Regions from separate parts of the Sus scrofa genome. Here region 1 is linked to region 2. A link is a contact called in public HiChIP or PLAC-seq data. All regions are on one chromosome and are shown on one strand. The core of a region is the stretch at or near the end of the contact, and the rest is flanking DNA. Distances in the headings are between cores, read along the strand shown. Region 1 overlaps NCOR2 (nuclear receptor corepressor 2). Region 2 has its middle 110 kb from the start of SCARB1.

Evidence for each region. HiChIP or PLAC-seq counts read pairs in DNA pulled down with a chosen protein or histone mark.
Region 1: an H3K27ac HiChIP or PLAC-seq map of alveolar macrophages shows a contact between it and region 2. The contact joins two enhancer-like sites. A contact is called at or near these places in 4 of 47 Hi-C or Micro-C datasets (embryonic fibroblasts, heart right ventricle and skeletal muscle) and 2 of 2 datasets of contacts at active chromatin or transcription factors (alveolar macrophages and skeletal muscle).

Annotation. Positions count from the first base shown.
Region 1 is chr14:28,724,750-28,727,449 of Sscrofa11.1, reverse strand. NCOR2 (nuclear receptor corepressor 2) reads right to left here. Exons shown (of 49, transcript NM_001044576.1): 14 at 1,148-1,202. Among named protein-coding and RNA genes, the nearest start is that of NCOR2, 83 kb to the right of the region's middle. Within about 2 kb of position 1,344, at least 57 of the 83 cell types and tissues checked have an H3K27ac peak or open chromatin away from gene starts, as enhancers often do. A contact at or near this core is called in alveolar macrophages and embryonic fibroblasts, where this site is marked.
Region 2 is chr14:28,406,181-28,408,880 of Sscrofa11.1, reverse strand. No RefSeq gene overlaps it. Among named protein-coding and RNA genes, the nearest start is that of SCARB1, 110 kb to the right of the region's middle. Within about 2 kb of position 1,355, at least 23 of the 83 cell types and tissues checked have an H3K27ac peak or open chromatin away from gene starts, as enhancers often do. A contact at or near this core is called in alveolar macrophages and embryonic fibroblasts, where this site is marked.

The DNA.
Region 1 (2,700 bases), core at 95-2,594, 320 kb before region 2:
CACACTGCCCCATCTCCCTCCTTCTATGGTTATCAGCTCATTAAGGGCAGATGCTGGGAACAACTGTTACCCTTTAAAATAACCGCCCGGATCCTGCTCCGACCGCCCTCCCACAGCAAGGAAGTGTGAGGCCTCCAGCAGCTGGGTATTTGCAAAGCTGGGGGTGGGCGGGCACCCCACCTCTGAGAAACAAGATTTAGGGAAACGTTGCTTAGAACACCCAGCATGGCAACTCCAGAAAGTAAATCTTTTCAGGAAGCTTGTCTGGCTCCGCCCTGATGATGTGGAGTCCAATGGCCAACTGTGACCTAGGGCCACATCCAGCCCCCAGACCAGCTCCTTCCTACCTGTGGCTGATCCAGCCACTGCCTAGGCCAGCCTCGTGGGTGCATAAAAGGGGGCTTTCCCATTCTCTGGGATGCTTTGTATCCACCTGCTAACGGGAGCCAGAGCAGAGAGAGGCGCTGCCCCAGGCTGGGTTTGGGGCCAAGGTGGGGTGCAAATGTCTGTGTGTGTGGGGGGGGTGGTTGGCCTAACCCCGGCCTGTGGAAGTTCCCAGGCCAACAATCAAACCTGTGCCATTACAGTGACAACACCAGATCCTTAACCCACTGCACCACCAGAGAACTCCTCGAGTGTCAGTTCTATGTAAAGGTCTACTCAGTGGGGATGAGGACTTGCCAGCCACACGCCAGGGTTGGCATCAGGGTTATCAACATAGAGTGACCATCAGAGGGACTAGAAGGGTCACTTTGTCCAGGACCCCAGAGGACAACCACTCTTGCCCATCCAGCCTTAACTAGGAGGCCAGGCATGGCATATGGCTTCTGGAACCTGAGCCCAATCTGTCAGGATGCTGGCTGCCCTGTCTAAGGAGCGGTCTTTGGAGAAGCCTGCAGTGCACACAGCTCTCCTGGGGTTTCCCGGCCTTAGCTCCACCCCCAGGGCCGGGGCGGGGCCTGTGGCTGCTTCTCCCAGGAGGGAGGAAGGAGGGAAGTGCTCGCAGACACAGTAAGGAAAGCAAGGAGCAAGCAGGCAGAGGCCTCGTGGGCGGGGTGGGAGGGTCCTTCTCCCCGGCCCAGGAGGCCGCGGCAGGAGTGGACGCCAAAAGGGACGGATGGCGCAGGGCTAGCAGGCAGGCACTTACCTTCCTCTCCAGGAATGATGCGATCAGGCCGAAGTTCTTGGGGTGCTGCATGAACCTGTAGGGAGAGAAGGGCGGCCCTGAGACCAGGACGAGAGGAGCTTCCCGGCTGGGCAGCCGCCGAGCTCCCGGGCGCCTGCCATCTCCGCTGGCCCGGCTGGACGGGCGCCGCCCCACTCGGAGCAATTAAGCCCAGGGGGGTGTGGGAAGGGCTGCGGGCGGGACCGAGGGGTAAGAGAGGGCGTTCCTTGGAGTGAGTCACTGGTTTTAGCGCCTTTGAAAATACATTTGTTTGTCCTGCTGGAGGCGGGTTCCAGGAAAAATGAGGACATTACATGCAGCCCTTTGCTGGGGTTCCCCCCCTTTTAAAATCTGCTTTTGTTTCTATCTCCGGCTGGGCCTGGGAAGCTGGGCCTTGCCCGGCCCACTCAGGGGCCCCCACTGGCGAGGTCACAGGGCAGGACTGGTGAGGCCGCCGGGCCTCCCCGGGAGAGGTGGGAGCAGAGGCTCTGGGCGCCCGCAGGGAGGCAGGCAGAAGGCAAGCCAGCCCAGGAGGAGGCAAGAAGGGACTGAAGCTGGAGGGGTGGCGGGGAGCTGGCGCCCCACCAGCTGGCTTCCTGAGCTGCCAGGAGAATTACTGGGAAAGAGCTCGGCCTGGCTGAAATGTCAGGGCCACAGGAGCAGGCGGACAGCGGGGGTGGAGATGTGGGTCAAGGCTGCTCTGGGGCTCTGGGGAGGCTGGGCGGAGCCTCGGCCTGCCCGTCCCCAAGAAGCACCACCGGCCCTGAGGTCTCCCCCAGGGAGAGAAGAGGCTGCTGGCAAGGCAGGGGCCCTGGGACCCCGGGAGGGAGCCTGGGCCAGCGCCTGGCGATCGTCCTGCCCAGCCCTCCAGATGGCTGGGCAGGCAGCCAGGGGGCCCCTCCCCTGCTTCCCAACCAGACACTGGAGAATCCGGAACGGCCTCTTCTCTCTTCCCAGAGGAAGCCGCGAGTCCGAGTCCCAGGCAGGCTTCCCAGCCTAGGAACCTGCCTCAGGCAGTTTGCAAAGCTGGAAACACCCCAACGCCTTTCTTTTCCAGACAGAAAAAATCTTCCCTTCCCCTCCTCTCCCTGCCCAAGTGACACTTCCTTCCCCCCGAATCCTTTCCTCAAGGTTTCCCCAAGCAGAGGGAGAGTCCCCAGGAGACCAGGAATCAAACTTGAGAATCTCTTAGGGCACCTGTTTCACCCCCCTCCAACCTATACCCTCCGCCGACGTTTACTGATTGTTATGCACTGAGCACCTAGAGACGCTGAATAAGGAGACACTGTGACTACATCCATTTTACAGATGTGGAAACTGAGGCTCAGGCAAGGGAAATAGAAGCTCCAAGTCACAAAGCCAGTAACTGGTGGAGTTCTACGCCACTGGTACACAACTGTCAAAGGCCCCAAGTGCTATTAATTCTGCTGAAAACAAGAGGTCTCCGAGAACCTTAAAAGGTGCAAGCTGTCATAGGGGGGCCCCAGCAGATACCTGCCCAGCCTGGGTCCCCCCTTCTTCAGCTACTGGATTAA
Region 2 (2,700 bases), core at 106-2,605:
CCTTCAAAGTTTCCATTGTGGGGAGTTTCCACCCTGGCTCAGCAGTTTATGAACTCAACTAGCATCCATGAGGACACAAGTTCCATCCCTGGCCTCAGTCAGTGGGTTTAGGATCTGGCGTTGCCGTGAGCTCTGCTGTAGGTCGCAGACGCGGCTCAGACCCCGACTTGCTGTGGCTGTGGCATAGGCCAGTGGCTACAGCTTTGATTTGACCCCTAGCCTGGGAACTTCCATATGCCGTGGGTGTGGCCCTAAAAAGACACCCCCCCCAAAAAAAAGGCAAGTTTCCATTGTGGCTCAGCAGTAACAACCCAGTCAGTATCCACAAGGATGCAGGTTTTATTCCTGGCCTTGCTCAGTGGGTTAAGAATCCAGCATTGCTCTGAGCTGTGATGTATGTCACAGACTCAGCTTGGAACCTGTCTTGCTGTGGCTGTGGTGTAGGCTAGCAGCTACAGCTCCAATGTGAACCCCTAGCCTGGGAACTTCCATACGCTGCAGGTGCAGCCCTAAATAAGATAATAATAATAATAATAGTAATGCCTCCTTCATCAGATTATTGAGAGTAAATGCCTCCCTGGAGAGAGAGGCACATCTACGAGGTCAGGGCCTTGACGTAGCTGCATAGCTATGTGGCTTGGCTGTCAGCAGCACTGTCATCCCAGGGCCGCTGTAACCAATTACCGCCAATCTCTAGGTTTAAGGTAACACGTTTCTGCTCTTGCAGTTCTGAAGGTCAGAAGCAAAATCAAAGCGTGGGTAGGACTGCTTCCCCTAAGGAGGCAGAAACTGTTCCTTGTCTTTGCTGGCTTCTAGTGACCACATCCATTCCTCGGCTCGTGGTCCCTTCCTCTGTTTTCAAAGGACAAGGCTCCCTGACCTCTGCTGCCATCCTCATACCTTTTCTCTGACTCTGACTCTCCTTGTGATCACACCGGGCACCCCTCCCAGAAAATCCAGGAGACTGGCCCCTTAAGGGCATCACATCCGCAAGGCCCCTTCTGCCGGGTGAGGTCACGTGCTCTCAGGTTCCGGAAGTGGGCACCTTGGGGGGAGGGGGAGGGCCAGGCTCACCATGGCGACCACTATCTCTGTCTCCTCATCTCAGTCTGGTTTGCTCCCCGCACCCCACCCCACCCCCGCCCCGTTCAATGCTGCGTCTCCAGATAAAACATGGAGAGTTGAGCGGTGGCTTTCTGGGTGGCAGCAGAATGGAAATGAGGGGCTGCAGGCTGCAGGTCCAGGCACCCCTGATGCACTCCTCAGAATGTCTTCCCACATCCCAGACAGCCCTCTGTGAGCTTCTAGAAGTCCGTTCCCAGAGGCAAGTGACTCACCCTTTCTGTGCAAAGTTGTGGGCCCAGATGCCACCAAGGCACGTCAGCATTAATCGAGCATGGCTGGCCTGGGCCATGACACAGAGACTAGACATCTCTGTTTGGAGCAGCAAAGACCCCTGGGGACAGTGGGGGGTGGGGGGACAGCTGCCAGGCAAGCATGAGGGATCAGTGTGGCCAGATCCTTAGATTTTGCAAAAGTAGCTGTAACGCTGATTTTTCCAAGAAATCCTTTGATTTTTTTCAATATTGGCCACTAATTCAGGATTTTTTCCCCCTTTAACCACTGCATAAGCCAAAGTCAACATGTCTATGGGCCACTGGTGTACACCCTCTGGTCTGGTCCGCGGCCATTCCTCTCTCCTGGGAGATGAACTCACAGGGGCCTGGACTTACCCTAGAACTTACCCTGCCCGGGGTCACAGCCAGAGACACAGCCATGGCAGCTCCCTCCCAATGGGCCCCAGGGAACATGTGCCTGAACCTCATTGACCCTGTACCTGCCCCCAGTACCTCCTTTTGCCCCCAGGGCTCAATGCCAAGTTGGTTCCACAAAGACACCCGATGCTAGCTGGCCGTCTGGCTAAGTCAGTTCACCTCCCTGAGCCTTGATGGCTTCTTCTGTATAATGGGCCTCTGCGGGGCACTGTGATCATGGAATGAGAGTGTCCAGGTAGAGCGTTCAGCAGGTGACAGCTCTTCTCGGTCACCAGGGCAAAAATCATTTTTAAAAAAATAGCCTTGGCTGGATTGTCCAGGAGAGTAGATGGGGGCCCAGGACTGTTTTGCCTCTATTTTCCTCCTGTTCCCAAGAATATCATGAGAGATGAGCATAGGATTTGGGGGCAGAAGACCTGGGTTCGAATCCCAGCTGCCTCGCTGCCTAACTGTGCAACTTTTGCCAGCCCACTCAACCTCTCTGAGCCTTGGTTTCCTCATCTGTAATTTGGGGTGAATTCTTCCTTGTGGTAGGAATTTGTAGGGACTGAAAGGCCTAAGACAAGGCAGGCACTGAGCACACGAAATGTTATGCGAGGCACTGGAAATGTTGGCATCCTCTCAGAAATTCCCCACGTCCTCCTTTTACCAGGTTCCTGACTTAGGTATTGAAGGGGCTTGAATGGAAAGCTTTCCACCTTGAGGTTTTCTGAGCTGTGTGGGGCCTTCCTCCCCAACTTGGTGCCTATGTGTCTTGTATCAGCTCTGCAATACCCACTCCACAGGCAAAGCCAATACTGGCTTCTGCCCGAGGCCTGGCTGTTACTGACATCATTATGGGCAGCTTGGGGTGACCTGTCCTAAAATGTTCACGATTGCCACCATCGGCCTGCTGCCTCCTCCAAAGGGAGGGGCTCCCCCATCC